Linked DNA regions of Bos taurus: region 2 is linked to region 1. The links are chromatin contacts, called in public Hi-C maps. All regions are on one chromosome and are shown on one strand. Each heading gives the region's core, a stretch centred on a gene start, on an enhancer-like site or on the middle of the called end of the contact. The rest is flanking DNA. Distances are from core to core; before and after follow the strand shown. Region 1 holds the start of ARID1A (AT-rich interaction domain 1A). Region 2 has its middle 55 kb from the start of ARID1A.

What was found. Hi-C and Micro-C count contacts between places; a contact is called where the count stands out from the background.
Region 2: a Hi-C map of skeletal muscle shows a contact between it and region 1, with 2.8 times the contacts expected there. The contact joins the enhancer-like site here to the promoter of ARID1A in region 1. A contact is called at or near these places in 4 of 11 Hi-C or Micro-C datasets (liver, skeletal muscle, skin fibroblasts and 1 more).

What each region holds. Positions count from the first base shown.
Region 1 is chr2:126,474,696-126,478,828 of ARS-UCD2.0, forward strand. ARID1A (AT-rich interaction domain 1A) reads right to left here and starts at 2,329. Exons shown (of 20, transcript NM_001205785.2): 1 at 1,184-2,329. The coding sequence starts at 2,329.
Region 2 is chr2:126,530,227-126,534,359 of ARS-UCD2.0, forward strand. No RefSeq gene overlaps it. Among named protein-coding and RNA genes, the nearest start is that of ARID1A, 55 kb to the left of the region's middle. Within about 2 kb of position 2,120, at least 102 of the 102 cell types and tissues checked have an H3K27ac peak or open chromatin away from gene starts, as enhancers often do. A contact at or near this core is called in liver, skeletal muscle and skin fibroblasts, where this site is marked.

The DNA of each region.
Region 1 (4,133 bases), core at 1,079-3,578:
CATCAAAGAAGTCATTTATACCATCAGGAAAGTCACAAAACCAAAACAAACAGCAAACCCATTGTAGAGAAAAACTCAGCTACTGTTCGGACAACACAGAATCTATTTCAGGCTGCATAAAACATAACAAGCAAAATAAATCCAAGGTACAAGCAAAATGCCACTGCCTCCTCTTTTGTTCCGGGCACAATGTAACAAGGGCAGCCTGTCTGGGGCTCTGTTCCTGCTGATACAGTATTGCTGCTTAAACCTCCCTCCTCAAGGTCACAGCCAATTTCAGCTCTGGAATAAAAGGCAGATAGTGGCAGCGATGGTTTGGGTTATCACTGGCAGAAAAGCAGAGTGTAAAAGTTTATGAGCTCATCAGGATTGTTGTACCATTACATCAGAGGCAATTATAAATGGCCAAGAGCAGGAGATGGGGAGCCAATCAGATCACAGATAGGATGTCAACCTAAGACCAACTGTCTCCTGGCTTTGACAGAAGGATTTTACCTCCATAATTCAAATCCCAAACCAAAGCAATCTGCACTTACTACTCCAATCACTCAGCTGTTTACCAGCACTTCCAGGGAGAAGCCCAGGCCACTGGGCCGACGGAGACTAAGACAGGAGACGACCCGGGCTGCCCAGGGTGAACCGAAGCCGGCCTCTAGCTGCTCCCAAGCAGGCCCCTGCCCTCCCTCGAGGTCCCCCCGAGCCCGAGGGGCCCCCTCCTTGAAAGCACAGATAGGGACCGGCCTAGAGGAAGGTAGGGAGGGCAGAGAGGAGCGGCAGGTGAGCAGAGAACTGTTCACTCAACTCCCGACCTCCGAGGGCTGCCTACACCCCTAACCTGAGCCCCCAACACCCCCTCACCCCGGGCCGGGCCCTTTTCCCGCACACCCGGCTCCGCACCCCTCTGAAGACCCCCCGGAGCTGGAAGGGACCCGGGGGGGAGGAGGAGGGGAGCAGACACCTCAAGGAAAGCCCCACACAAAGGCTGAAGGAGGGAAAGAGAGGAAGGCAGACGGGCAGCCATTTTAAGAGAGAAAGAGCGAGACAATGGCAGCTCCCCAGCAGTGGGGGCCCCAGACTGGGGGTAGCCCACGGCCGTGGCCCGCTCCCCGCCGCCGCCACCACCCACTCCCAGGACCCCCCACCCCAGTCGCCACAGGCCCCCCACCCCACTCAGCCGTGTTACCTGCGGGGTCCGGACGAGCGGCTGCCCCCCGCCGCCGCTGCTCCCAGGGCTCATGGGCGCGTGGTGGCTCCTTTGTTGGGCCCCTCCCGAGGCGGCCGCGGCCGCCGCCGCCGCAGCAGCAGCAGCCCCCCAGCACTGCGAGGCCATGTCCGCCGGGCCCTTGCCGGCGCCCCCGTCCTGGGGCCCGCCGCCGTAGTCGCCCCCGGGGTAGCCCTGGTAGCCACGGGCCGAGCTGGGCGACGTGAGCAGTTGGTTGAGGGTGGGGGTGGCGGTGGGCTGGGGGGTTCCCCCTGCGGCCGCTGAGGGGCCGCCTCCCCCCATGGCCCCGAAGCGCTGCTGAGCGAAGGACGAAGACGACGAGGAGGCGGAGGCGCTGGAAGAGGGAGGCGGCTTGGAGCCGGCGGCCGCCGCCGCCGCGCCGGAGCCCGGAGTGCCACCTCTCGGGGAGCTCAGCGCGTAGGCCTGGGGGGGCGGGGGGTAGGCGCTGCGGTTGGGGTAGTAGGAGTTGTACTGGTGGTTGGGGAAGCCGTGGTCGTGCGAGTTCTGCTGGGGCCCCGCGTAGGGCTCCAGGCCCCCGCCGCCGCCGCCGCTCTGCAGCGCTGCCAGGCCAGGGCTTTGTTGTCCGCCATGTTGTTGGTGGAAGACGGCGGCCGCGGCGGCGGCGACGGCAGACGGGCTCCGGCCGTAGGGTTGCCCGAAGCCGTAGGCTGGGGGCGGCAAGGCGGCCGCGGCTGAGTGAGGAGGCGCCCCCACCCCGTCGCTGCTGCCGCCGCCACCGCCGCCGGGCGGCTCCGTGAGGTTATTGTTCAGGGCGGGCCTAGGGCCCGCGTTCCCGTTCGAGTTCTTCAGGTCCGGCTCCGCGCCGGGCCCGCCGGCTCCGCCGCCGCCGCCACCCCCATTGCTCTCGGCCCCGTCCTGCAGCTCCTTTCCCAGTGGCTGCGGCGGCCCCACGGCGGGGCCCTCGCTTTCCTGCCCGGCGGCTGCCTTCATTTCCCCGCGCTCCGCCGCGACCGCCGCCGCCGCCTCGCCCCCCGCCTCCTCCCGCTGCTGCTGCTGCTGCTGCTCCGCTTTCTTCAGCTCCGAGGGCGGCGGCGGCGGCGGGTTGCCCAGGCTGCTGGCGGCGGCGGGGGCGACCTGCGCGGCCATGATCCCCGCTGTCTCGTCCGCGGAGAGACCCGGCCCTGTCTTCGTCTTCTCTCACCCCCCTCCCACCCCACCCCGCCCCGGGGCCGAGTCCCCTCGGGCTTCCCTCCCCACCCGCCCGGGCGGGCCTCGCGGGGCTCCGCGGCTTTTGCGCTGCGCTCGCTCGCTCGCTCGCTCCTCTCCCCCCCGCCCCGCCGGCTCAGGCTCCGGGCTGGCGGCGGCGGCGGAGGAGGAGGAGGCGGCGGCGGCGGCCGAGGCGCCGGCGGCTCAGCTGCTCCCGGCTCTGTAAGCTCGGGACCCGGCTCTCCCGGCTCATTCCCCCCCAAGCCCTTGCCTGGGAATGAGGGGGGCGGTGGAGGCTCCGCTCCCCAGGGCCTGGCCCCGCTGTGACTCTCCGCTTTCTGCTGCCGGAGAAAGGAGGGAGGGAGGGAGGGAGGGGAGGGAGGGAGGCGAGGGGGAGGGGGCGGGGAGGGAGGGAGCGGGGGGAGGGGGACCCGGGACGGGCGGGCTGGAGGGCGCGCGGCAGCAGCCCGGGCGCCGGCAGGCAGAGTCGGAGCGTGGGCCGGGCCGGGCGCCCTGCCTCCCCTCCCCGGCCGCGGCGCCGGGCCGAGGCTACTGCGCGGCGGCGGGCGGGCGAGCGGGCGGGCGGCCGGACTGAGCGGCTAGAGCGCCCCACTCTCCTCCGAGTCCCCCTCACTCCGACACGAGGCTCAGCACTGCCATTTTACCCAGAGCCGTCGCGGCCGCCTGGCAAACCCGGAACGGAGCGCGGAGCGGGGCGCAGGCCGTGGAATGGACTCGCTCCCTTCCCCTCACAAAGGAGGAGGGGAGAGAACCAGCCGCGGCGGCGGCGGCGGCGGCGGCAGGCGCTCTGCCGCTCTCGCTCGGCAGCGCCGCCGCCGAAGGCTTCGGGGAAAACCCGGCCCGGAGCTCGCGCCTCTCCGGAGCCTGCGCGCCGCCTCCCTCCTGGCCTCCCTATCCAGGTCGGTCCCCTCCGCGCCGCGGGCAGCGTGAACTTTACTCGCGGCTGCAAAATTGGCCTGAGCCCGAGACCGCGGCCGCCTCGGCCCAGGCCTGACCCCCCCTGGCAGCGGGCCTGGTCTCTTGGCCGCTACTTAGCATCTCCGCGGCACTTTTCCTTCTTCAAAGCTTTTTGCAGACCTGCTCCAAAGACCCAGCTGAGCTTTACGTTGTATCCTCTTTGCAAGCTGCATGGAATGACAGATCATTGTTTCCGACTTTCCGTTTTCCCACTCTCTGCCCTCATTAGCTGGTCCTCACAGGCCCTGGGGGGCATGAAGTCCCTGATCCCCATTTTACAGAGTCATAAGACAGCGTAGGGGACCGGCCTATTATTTATAAGGAGTATGAAGTCCATTATCCCCATTTTACAGTTATAAGACAGCGTAGGGTACTGTCCTATCGCTTAGCCTATCACAAAGACGAGGGCAGTGGAGGGTGACTTTAAAAAGTAGTAGAGTCCCCAGTGCTGCCCCTGTCTACCTACTTGGCATTAGAAATAATAGTAATAAAAAGAAAAGTGGTGCTACATACAACAGTGGGATCAGAACATCAGAATGGGTTTGAGATCAAAGCTGGTCATCTCAACTGATATAAAATGGTCACCCCTGAAGATATTTTGGGGACATATGACAGCCTTCTCGCAGGAAGACACAAGCCCCACCTTTGCCCACAATGACCAAGGGTCCCAGTCTCCAAAGACAGTACCTGTAAGACTGTAACAGACCACAGAAGAGACTCCAGGGACTGGTGGAACCTGAGTGTTCAAAGGAACCACTGCCTAAGA
Region 2 (4,133 bases), core at 870-3,369, 55 kb after region 1:
TCCCACACACCACAGAGCAACTTAGCTCATGCACCACAACTACTGAGCCTGTGTGCTGCAACTACTGAAGCCCAAGCACCTAAATTCTGTGCTCTGAAACAAGAGAAGCCACCACAATAAGTCTGCACATGTCAACAAAGAGTAGCTCCTGCATGCAGCAACTAGAGAAAGCCACCAGCAAGGAAGACCCAGCATAGCCAATAAAGAAAATAAATTAACAAAACAAAACAGACCCATATTTACAATGCTTGGAATGAGAATCTCAAAACATTTGAATCTGAAATAATGAATCTCTTGATATACATAAAATTACACAAGTCTTTTCCTTTAATTCCCACTTACAGCTTTAAAGTTTGTGATACGCAAAAAGTTTAGAGACGCAGTGCCTCAAGATTCTCTATGACGTCTTTTGCAAACCTCTCACCTACTGGAGATAACTTTTAACTGGAGCTGAAGCCCAGGGAAGAATTGACTTTAGGGATTAAGGTGTGGAATTTAGGAATAATAATCAACCATACTAACAAAGCGGTTCTGTGGTGTCTAAGAAGGTAAACACTCTGCCTGAAATACAGGAGACCCAGGTTCAGTCCCTGGGTGCGGAAGATCCCCTGGCGGAGGCAATGGGAACGCACTCCAGTATTCTCGCCTGGAGAATCCCATGAACTAGAGGAGCCTGGTGGGCTACAGTCCACGGGGTTGCAAACAGTCGGACGTGACTGTGCGATTAACACTGATACTAACAAAAAGGAAAAGTTTGTTGTTGTTGTTGTTGTTGTTACTGGGAGACAAATTATGTCAAAATGTTTTCAAAACCAAAAACATGATCTCAAATTGGGGAAGGAATACGAGAATTACAACATCTAAGAGAAAATATTACACAGTGCTTTTAAAAAAGACTTCACATTGAATAAATAGCCTATACATAACCTCTAAAGTCACCAATTGACTCTTTCTCTAATTTAGAGGTCGCTACATGGTTGATTTGGGATAAATTGTTTCTATGGTGTTTGCCAACTGGGCTCGATGGTTTGGCCTGAAGGATTGAGGGTGCCAAAAGACTGGGACTGGCTTTCCAAGGTTGCTTAAATTGTAGCAAGTCAAGGGTTTCTCTTTCCAAAGCCAGTTACAGTGTTTGCTTTTGGGGACAACTCAAAAGGAGCCTTTTCATACTGTACATGGGAGTCTCCTGGCAAGAATACTGGCGTGGTTTGCCATTCCCTCCTCCACCGGACCACGTTCTGTCAGGTAGTTAGCGTCACCCACTCAATGGATAGGAGTTTGAGAAAACTCCGGAGATAGTTAAACGACTTAGCAGCCTGACGTGCTACGGGCCACCGGGTCAGAGAGTCGTACACGACTTAGCGACTGTACAACAACAAGGAGCCTTTAGAGTCCAGCTCATCGGAGCTCTGGACTTTAACTTCCTCATCTGTAAAATGGAGCAGCCATCGCCTGCAGGAGGAATACAAGGTACTACCCAGAGCCCCACCAACGTGAACGCAGCCATCCAGTTAGGGCTGGGAGGAGGCGGCGCCGAAAGGAGCAAGAACAGGGTAGTTTGCAGGAAGTGCTTAAGGGTTGGGAGGGGAGATAGAAGGCGGAGGCGGGAATGTGAAAGCTGAGCCCTAGCTGCAGAGTTCGTACCGAAGCTCAGGGGAGGCGGGGCGAAGCTGGGGTGAAGGGGTTAGTCAGTCGACGGGCAAGATGGGCCACCTCCCCCGAAAAGAGAGGGCTGGGTGCGGGGGGAAGCTCTGAGGTGGCGGCTGAGGAACGCGGGGGGAGGGGGGAAGAGAACGCGCTCAAGAAAGGGGCGGGAAGCGCGTGCCCACCGCACGCATGCGCGCGCCTAGCTCCTCCAGGTCTCAGGCCTGGGTTTCTGACCGCGCGCCCAGCGCCGACGGTGCGGACGTTACTGGAGGAGGAGCCACACGATCCCTCCCCGCCGGGACCTGAAGGTCCTGCAGCGCATTTCTCGAAGTGGCGAGTCGCCACTTGTTTCTTCACTAGGCATTTAGGAAGCAGAGAAAGGGAACACGTTTCTGCCTCTTCTTTTTTCGTTCCCCTCCCCCAAGAAGAGTGGGGAGGGAGGTCCTAGGCGTGTCAGGGAGAGTCCGCTCCGGGTTTTCCCGCCCACTTTAACTCTGTGAGCGCTTCGACCGCGCGGCGCTTCACTCCACCCGGCGCGTCCGAGCCCTCCGCCGGAACTCGTTCCGCCTCCACTACACATATTTCTCCAGGAATGGAAAGTGGGACCTCCGACCTCTTTCCCAGAGCTCCCCAGGCCAGAGGGCTGTTCCCAATCTTTTCGGAGTTCCAACTCCCGACAGCCTCTGGCAGCTAGAATTCTCTGAATCAGGTCGCTCTCAGGGACTACTTGACGTCTCCGTGCGCTCGGTGGTGCGACCGCGCTCTGAGCTCTTCCTGGAAACTCCCGCCTCGGGGAGCCAGGAGAGCCCGGCCGGGGGGAGGGGAGCGGAGGGGACGCACACGCCCCCTGTCCCGGGGGAGGGCTCCGCACCCCCGCCCTCCTCCCCGCGGGGAGGGGAGGGAAGGCAAGGCAAGGCAAGGCGCGAGAGGGGGAGGGGAGAGCGCGGGGCACGGAAACGGGGTGGGGGGGCAGCTTCCCGCCCCACCCCCTGTCTGGAGAACAACGGGTTCCCGCTGCTGCCCCCTGCCGCCCACAGCGCCCCGCACCCCGCGCTCCTGCCCGGCCCCGAGAGGGGCGTCGGGGGAGCTGCAGCTGCCGGGGCCGTGGGAACCCGAGCCGACGCTTATAAGAACTGACCGGTTTCCTGTCAGAAAACTTCCAGTTACTTTAGAGAAGCCCGTTGGGCCAGCTTGGTCCCAGGCGGAGTTGGCCACATTTCACTACAGCCCGGTGACCTCCCTTCTACTTTAAAACAACGGGGAATAAGCTTCGGGGAAGCAGTCGGTTCATAAAACCAAGAGCAACACCACGTTGCACCGCTCTGACTCAAAGGAAGTTAAACAAAATACTGATTGTGGGGAATTTTTAAAGGGCTACTAACAGAAGGAACTCGGGCTTTTCAAGTGAAAGCTTTTATCCCCTCTGTATGTACACAAAGATTTAAAGTCATGAGAATTTATTACAGCAGTACATCTGCTTGTAAGCGTACAGGAGTTTGTGGTTTAAAAAAACCTTAGTGAACTTTTTGAAAGAGAGGCGTTTGTTTCTGAATCCAACAGGAAAAAAACCAATTCGAAAAAGCTTGAAAAAGTTCAATTAGAATAGCAGCCACATTTCAACATTTCCCAGATTTTGCAATATTAAACTGTGAAGGTTTGTGCCAAATTTTAAGGCAAGAATTCTTACTGCCAAATTACAAATTTCTCAAAATGAGGGGTGTTCAACCAAATTGCTGCCAGACCCCATGAACAGGCACTAACAGCACTGCTATAATTACACCTTATTATCTCCCTCGCAGCCTTATTTGATTCACTGCCTGATAAAATCCTATTCCGGGTGTCACTAGCTGGCCTTTTTCTGGGGCTGAACAATCACACTTCACCCATGCCTCAGTTCCTCCAACGCCTCTTTAGCTGTGTAACCCATCGCTTTCTATTCCATTCTTCACAGTACATCTCTTCCAAAAATGCAGCCCAATCAGATAGATTCTTTTCACCCTAGCTTCCCTAGAGACTAAGAAATGAAGAAGATGAAAACAAATTTATCAGAGATACTCACAAGAAAAATTTCTTCTTTGAAGAAAAGGATTTAGGCCAAGAAACTAAATTTGTTGTTTATCTAGAGCCCCCTACGGGGATTTAGCATAGTGGGTTGAATGCAGTTAAACCAGCTTAATCACTTTCTTTGTTCTGGGCTCTTTGCATTTATTTAATGTTGTATTTTAACATGATTTGACACAAACTAAACTAATTTCTTCTGTTAGTGTAGTCTACACTGTAGACCATACAACATGACAAAACGTAACTTTCTGTGGAACCTTTGACTTTTTGTAGAATTCTGTGCTAAACTGCTATATGACCAAGACTAAAAAGGGGGGTTGGGGGGAGGGGTGGGCAGGAAGTCGTGTGTTCATTTTTTTTTTAATCCAGAGATTTTAAAAACACAAAAAGTTGACCATTATAAACCATTTAATTCTTTGGAAGAT